2 separate regions of the Sus scrofa genome follow, and region 1 is linked to region 2. The links are chromatin contacts, called in public HiChIP or PLAC-seq maps. All regions are on one chromosome and are shown on one strand. Each heading gives the region's core, a stretch centred on a gene start, on an enhancer-like site or on the middle of the called end of the contact. The rest is flanking DNA. Distances are from core to core; before and after follow the strand shown. Region 1 has its middle 18 kb from the start of KLHL24. Region 2 overlaps LOC100624963 (a long non-coding RNA gene).

Region 1 (3,348 bases), core at 141-2,640, 140 kb after region 2:
GGGAGAGAGCATCATTATTTTTCTTGTCTGTCATGATTTTATCAGTGGTTGCCCCTTGTTCTGCACTGAGGCAGGCCAGGCACTGGACTCTTTATGCACAGAGTCAGCCAGCTGCAGCCCGTGGATGAAACCCGACCCATCATCTGCTTTGTAGGTAATTTTATTGCAACACACACACACACACACACACACACACACACACACACACACACACACAGTATATTTGTGACCATGAGAATAGTTAGGATATTTGTGAACAGGAAAAATGCGGTAGAAATTATATATACATGGTGATTCCAATTTTTAAAAGCTTAAAAAGAATAAGAAACACACCTAAATGTGAAAATAACTTCCCCCTCATCTAATATAACAATCCACAATGGTAATTATGCCCACTCCACAGAGGCAGAAGCAGGAGGATTGCCTCTGAAGACTGGACTGGTGGGTGGCTTATTCCATTTCTCCATACTGTCTTCTGTATTTTCTATAATTCCACTCTTTGTTCCTATCCCACAAGGGAGGCCAGGTCCTGAAAAATCCAAAGATGCTCCCTGCTGTTCAACTGAATCCCCTCTGCCCAAAGGCACAGCCTGCCATCTGTCCCAGGCCTCTGGAGACGTGAGGATGCAGGTTGCTTATTGGGCTTCCCTGAGAGGTCTGGTTCCTGAAGGCCTTGAAAGACCATCCTGTGAGTGCAGCTGCCTATAAAATCTCATTAACTTCAAATTAAAATTTAAAAACCTGAGCCATCCCTGATCAATCAAAATTAATTCAATTTCTTTTTTAAAAAAACATCTGAAGAGGGCTGTGACCTCCTCTCAGGGAAATTTGGAAATTTCCTGGTGCTGTCTCAGCACTCCAGGCTCCGTTTCTGCCTTATTCCCTCCTCTGGTTCAGAATCTCTGTGTAAACCAGAGAGCCGGCTTCCCTCTGGTTGTTTACTGATCTCACAACTCTTTATGTCCACAGCTCACCGGGTTCCTGTCTAAGCCTGTTGGTGACCCAGCCCTGGGCTTTTGCCAAGCCCCTGACTCCCAGCTCCCGGCCAGCCACCCAGCCAGCCAGCACCCTCATACCAGCTCTCAGTCCTGTCATTTTGTTCATGAAGGTAGCAGTGCAAAGGAGGAGTCAGATTTTATTTCTGGTGGTGACATCAGCAAGAGTTTGAGTAGCTCCCGGCTACATTAACAGCAGAGAAACTAGCTCGGATGGTTCCAGGGCTCCATTTTTGCTGTTTCTACCTCTTTGTCTGCACTTGCCACTGCTCTTCTTCTCCCATAAAGCTTGGTTGTTACTATTAAATGTTGTCCCAAATAGAAGTTCACTGATTCTGGAGTTCCCGTCGTGGCTCAGCAGTAATAAATCTGACTAGCATCCAGGAAGACGCAGATTCAATCCCTGGCCTCGATCAGTGGGTCAGGGATCTGGCGCTGCTGTGAGCTGTGGTGTAGGTTGCAGACATGGCTCAGATCCCAAGTTGCTGTAGCTCTGGCGTAGGCCAGTGACTGTGGCTCCGATTGGACCCCTAGCCTGGGAACCTCCATATGCTTTGGGTGTGGCCCTAAAAAGAATACCCGCCCCCCTCCCAAAAATTTCAAAACAAGCAGAGAAAGGTCTCTAGCAACACTGTTTGGCTTTCTTCTCCACATGGCTTTACACTTTACCCCTCTCTAAGCTGCAAATTCACCTTACATTTTAGGGCAAATTTCACTCCTGTGCAATTTGAGGTGCCCTGACCAATAATTCAGGCCTCTGTATCCTCATCTTGTGGATAGCCTTGTTAGTCTGAATCCACTAATGGTTTGTAATCAAGCTCCTGTCTTGAAAATTCAGGTGACCTTGATTCCCTTCCTGGGCTCCCAAGTCCAAGCCAGGTTGGCATCCCAGGGATGTGAAGGCAGTTACCCTATAGAAGGGCCATGTCTGTCTCAGGTACTGTCTCAGACGCTTTGACAAGTAATTTGCAAAGTGCTGTGAGCAGAAGTAAGAGGACCCGGAATTCCCATCATGGCTCAGTGGAAATGGATCTAAATAGCATCCGTAAGGACTCAGGTTTGATCTCTGGCCTCCCCCAGTGGGTTAAGGAGCTGACATCGCTGTAAGCTGTGGTGTAGGTTGCAGACAAGGTTGAGATCTGGCATTGCTGTGGCTGTGGCATAGGCCAGCAGCTGCAGCTCTGATTTGAGCCCTATCCTGGGAACCTCCATATGCCTCAAGTGTGGCCCTTAAAAAAAAAAAAGAGGTAAGAGGACCTGACCCGGCATCTTGGCTTAGCCATGACCTGAGGCAAATGGGATGGACTTTGGATGGTAACTACAGGGTATCAGTCAGTCCTCAATGGGAAGAGGGCCTATAAACTGATTACAAGCCCACTAGCTGCTGGAGCTCTTCCCTGCCTCCTGTTAGGCTCTGAAAGGGAAAATAGGTTGGGCTTAATCAACAGAGGACTTCTATGACTGCAGTTAGGAGGGACGGACCAAATAAAACTAGATTTCTTTCCCTTTGTAATGGTCTGGGTTCCCCAGAAACAGAAGAAATGGGATTTATTATGAGGAAAGTGCTCACACAGTTATGGAGGCTGAGAAGCCCCAAGATCTGCAGTTGGTGAGCCAGAGAGCAAGGAAAACCAATGAATGGAATACAGTCCAAGTCTGACCCAGTGGCAGAATGATAATGTCCCAGCCTGAAGACAATTAGGCAAGAGAGAATTCTCTCTTATTCCACATTTTTGCTCCATTCAGGTGTTCAATCAATTGGATGAAACTCATCCACTCTGGGAAGGGCAATCTGCTTTATTTGGTCTACAGATTTAAATGCTAGGTTCATCTAGGAACACCATCACAGACATATCCAGGAGTAATGTTTCACCAAATGTCAAGGCAAGTGTCGACAGACACAATTAACCATCATAAACTCCCTGGACCTCAGTTTCCTCGGTTGTACATTGAGATTGGATCTGTGATATTCAGTTTTATTTCTGGTATTATGAACATACCAGAAGGCCTACCCTATTCTATAATCAGACATAATAATAATATTATCTAAAAGGCATGTGTTGTGAGAAGCATGTTAAAATAATATGTATGGTTCCTAGTCGGATTCATTTCTGCTGCGCCACTACAGGAACTCCTGATAATATGTATGAAAGTGCTCTATAAAACAGTGAGATTATTATTCCTTATTAAGATTATTAAAGTGCTCTGCAAAATTTTGTGATTATTATTGCTATTTTTTTTTTTTTTTTGTCTTTTTTCACTAGGGCCCAATCTGCAGCACATGGGAATTCCCAGGCTAGGGGTCGAATCAGAGCTTCAGCTGCCAGCCTACACCATAGCCACAGCAAAGTGG
Region 2 (3,335 bases), core at 545-3,044:
GACCATTATAAAAAAACAACAACAACTAAGTCATTTAATTATTCTGCTCTGATTCCAGTTTCTTCCTTGTCAGGGAAATAAAAGATTACTATGAAACCTGCCCCCCTGAATGTCCCTATATCATCTCTATAGAAACACACTTAAATTTTATAGTTTCACATGAATTAGGAAAAAGGACTGGTGTTTTCATTTAAGAGATCAATCTGATATTCACAATGTCTCATGAATCATCAGTATTAAAGATGAAAGTGGCAGGTTTAACAGCTTTGAACTTAAACTGACAAGGATCCTCTAGGGAGCTACTGTAAAGTTTACTACTTTGTACCTTTTTAGTCTTTCAAGTCCCATGGTCTGGCAATTCTTGGCTCTTGCCCAGGGATGGCAAAAGACAGACAGATAAAATTATCTATAAATTCTTAATGCTACATCAACTTCTACATGCTAAGTCTTTTTTTTTCCCCCTTAGCTTCTTTTGATGAGCTAGTCCTCGTTAAACAAACCTGCCCTTGCTTAAACCAGTTCAGGAGCCAAATGGGGATGTTAAATGCAGGCGTTCCCTAGTGGTTCAGCAGGTTAAAGACCTGGCACTCTTGATGCTACAGCTTTGGTTACAGCTGTAGTTCAGTCCCTGGCCCTGGAACTTATGCACATCACAGGCATTGCCAAAAAAAAAAAAAAAGAAGAAGAAGAAGAAGAAATCACAATCCCTCCCCCCAGAATTTATTGCAAAACTTGTAATTTCAAATTTGTAGATTTCTCTCAGGATACCCATTGTAGTAGCTGGTGCTGCTTCCTGTGCAACAGTATTTGCTTATGTTATCCACCTGAGAAGGAAGGTAACAACCTGAAGTTTGAATTTACAACCCACATTTGATGTGTAGAAAATTATGTGTTTTCTCAGTTGTTATTTTTATTATTTATTTTTGTACTTTTGTACTTTTTAGGACCGCACCCACAGCACATGGAGGTTCCCAGGCCAGGGGTTGAATCAGAGCTATAGCCACTGGCCTACATCACAGCCACAGCAATGCCAGATCCAAGCCATGTCTGTGACCTACACTACAGCTCATGGCAATGCCGGATCCCTAACCCACTGAGGAGGCCAGGGATTGAACCTGTGTCCTCATGGAAATTAGATTCATTTCCAATGAGCCACAATGGGAACTCCTGTTATCATTTATTAATTCAAATTTGAGAGGTTGCAATTTGTCTGTCTCCTCCACAAAAGACAAAAATCTACTCAGTAGCTATCTTCCCATGTTTTGTGACTGTGACATAAGCTTTTGAACTTGAGCTCACACTGTAGGCAAAGGTTAGAGACTGTTTAGAGTTATCCTCCCACAAAGAAGATACTTAGAGAGTTAGTTCTCGATTCAGCCTGAGTCCAAGGACTAACTTAACATGGACATGGAACAGAGGGAAACTTGGGTTACGATACTATTTCTCACTGTTGCCACTTGAGACCTATTGAGTGTGTTCAGCAACAAAATCCACACCTACATAAACTATTACCTTTCTTCACAAGTTACACATAGGGATAGATTTCTGTTCACTGACACGGAAAAACAAAGGCAGCAGAATGCCACATGAACAAATTGGCAAAGACAAGCCCTGAATCTTTACTGTGGAAACTGGTGGCACAGGGATTGTAGAGCATTATTCTATTTTATAGGACTTGGGTCTTCATGCTCTGTCCTATCATTGCTGCTATAAAAGGACTGCTATGTTTCACATCCCTGGAGATAGGTTTTCTGTCACTTAGAGAGCTGTGCTGCAGAGTCAGAAATTGGCTCCCCTTTCATCCTTGACTCATCAGTTTCCCTAATGCCTCTGGCCTTAGAGCCAGGAGCCTGGACTTGACATCTTACCCAGGAGTTCAACCTCAGTCAAGTCACTTAACTAGTCTGAATCCTAATTTCATTGGTTTGCTGGCAAATATTTTAAAACTGGCTCTCAAGGGGTGGAGGGGGAGGGGTGCTGACTTACAGTTTTTGCTGATTTCCTTGCTGTAAATACTCCCACTGTGGCCAGTTTCAAGCTGCCAAGGTGAAGTCACTTAATGGAAGTGTAGCTGGGAAGAAATGTGCAGCAGCTCTCCTGAGCAGGTCCTGATTGTTACCAACCGGGGTCCCTGGACTCTTTAATCAATATAAATTGATAAGAGGCCAGATGAGGAATTCAGGGAAGGCTTTAGTGGGACTACTGCAGCAGGAGGGAGTAAAAACAAATAATATTTGCCTGTGCTCTATCCCCGATGTGGCGGTGAGCTGGTTGCTTCAATGAGGTGAGGGTAGGGGTGGGTCAGTGGGTTGGGCCAGAGGGGTGGCTTAGGTGGTCTGCCTCCCCCTTGGTGGTGCTGTGTGCAGGGATCATGGGGTCTGCTTTTGATCCTGGCACCTCAGAAGTGGCAGTTGGTTTTTGGCCTTTTCTTATTATTGTTCATAATTTGCCTGAACTGTGCATGCATGCAGTTATTTCCCATATAGTTTCTTGGTATTGTGTTGCTGGAGGAGACATTTCTCCAGGTGCAAGCTCTCCAGTAAAGAGTCCCAGGTCCCAGGTCCCAGGTCCCACCTGTCTCATAATGGCTCCAACACAACACTGTGTCTTCCTCAGTCAAGTGGGAACAACTTTTACTACACATTCCACCTCAGAATTGTTATTTCTGACTTAATTCAATCACTCATTCTTTTAATAAGCACTTGTTTATTGGGACTTTACCTGGGTTTATAGGCACTCTGCTGAATACAAGGGGATGAAAGGAAGCGCTGTCAGGAGTTCTGCGGCTCAAATAAAATAATGCACATTAACAACAACAAAAAAATCCCCACGTTTTTAATCTGTAAAATGCTATACACACAAATGCAGGGATTGTTAACTTGAATTAGGTTTAATAAGTTAGGTTTACAAAGGACCTCAGATCTTCTGTCCAAAAGGTCTTGTGTATGGAGACCTATTTTGTCCTATTTAGTATAATGAAATGTTGAAGATCACATATCTAGAACAATTTCAATAATTATTTATTTGTACTCCACCTACTTCCAAAAAGTATTTGAAATAGTTTTTGTGTTAAAAAAAATTCGGAATATAAAACAAATCCAATGATCACAGAGATAGAAACTAAGAAGAGGAAGAAACAGATGAAGTCTAGCCCCTGAGAAAAATTCTCAAGTGTTAACCTCCTAAGAACCAGGGGAGTGTTTATATTCATCAGATTGTTAAAATAACACTTAAAAAAAGTTGGTTTCAACATGGTCCTTGTATGGGTTTATGGTGTTTTATGTTGTTACCATATATAGTTCTGGGAATTTATTAAGCAATTATGGAACACCTAA

The links. HiChIP or PLAC-seq counts read pairs in DNA pulled down with a chosen protein or histone mark.
Region 1: a contact with region 2 is called in an H3K27ac HiChIP or PLAC-seq map of skeletal muscle. The contact joins two enhancer-like sites. A contact is called at or near these places in 1 of 47 Hi-C or Micro-C datasets (embryonic fibroblasts) and 1 of 2 datasets of contacts at active chromatin or transcription factors (skeletal muscle).

The regions. Positions count from the first base shown.
Region 1 is chr13:121,545,006-121,548,353 of Sscrofa11.1, forward strand. No RefSeq gene overlaps it. Among named protein-coding and RNA genes, the nearest start is that of KLHL24, 18 kb to the right of the region's middle. Within about 2 kb of position 1,391, at least 7 of the 83 cell types and tissues checked have an H3K27ac peak or open chromatin away from gene starts, as enhancers often do. A contact at or near this core is called in skeletal muscle, where this site is marked.
Region 2 is chr13:121,407,132-121,410,466 of Sscrofa11.1, forward strand. The region is part of intron 5 of LOC100624963 (a long non-coding RNA gene); the gene reads left to right. Among named protein-coding and RNA genes, the nearest start is that of MCF2L2, 30 kb to the left of the region's middle. Within about 2 kb of position 1,795, at least 1 of the 83 cell types and tissues checked has an H3K27ac peak or open chromatin away from gene starts, as enhancers often do. A contact at or near this core is called in skeletal muscle, where this site is marked.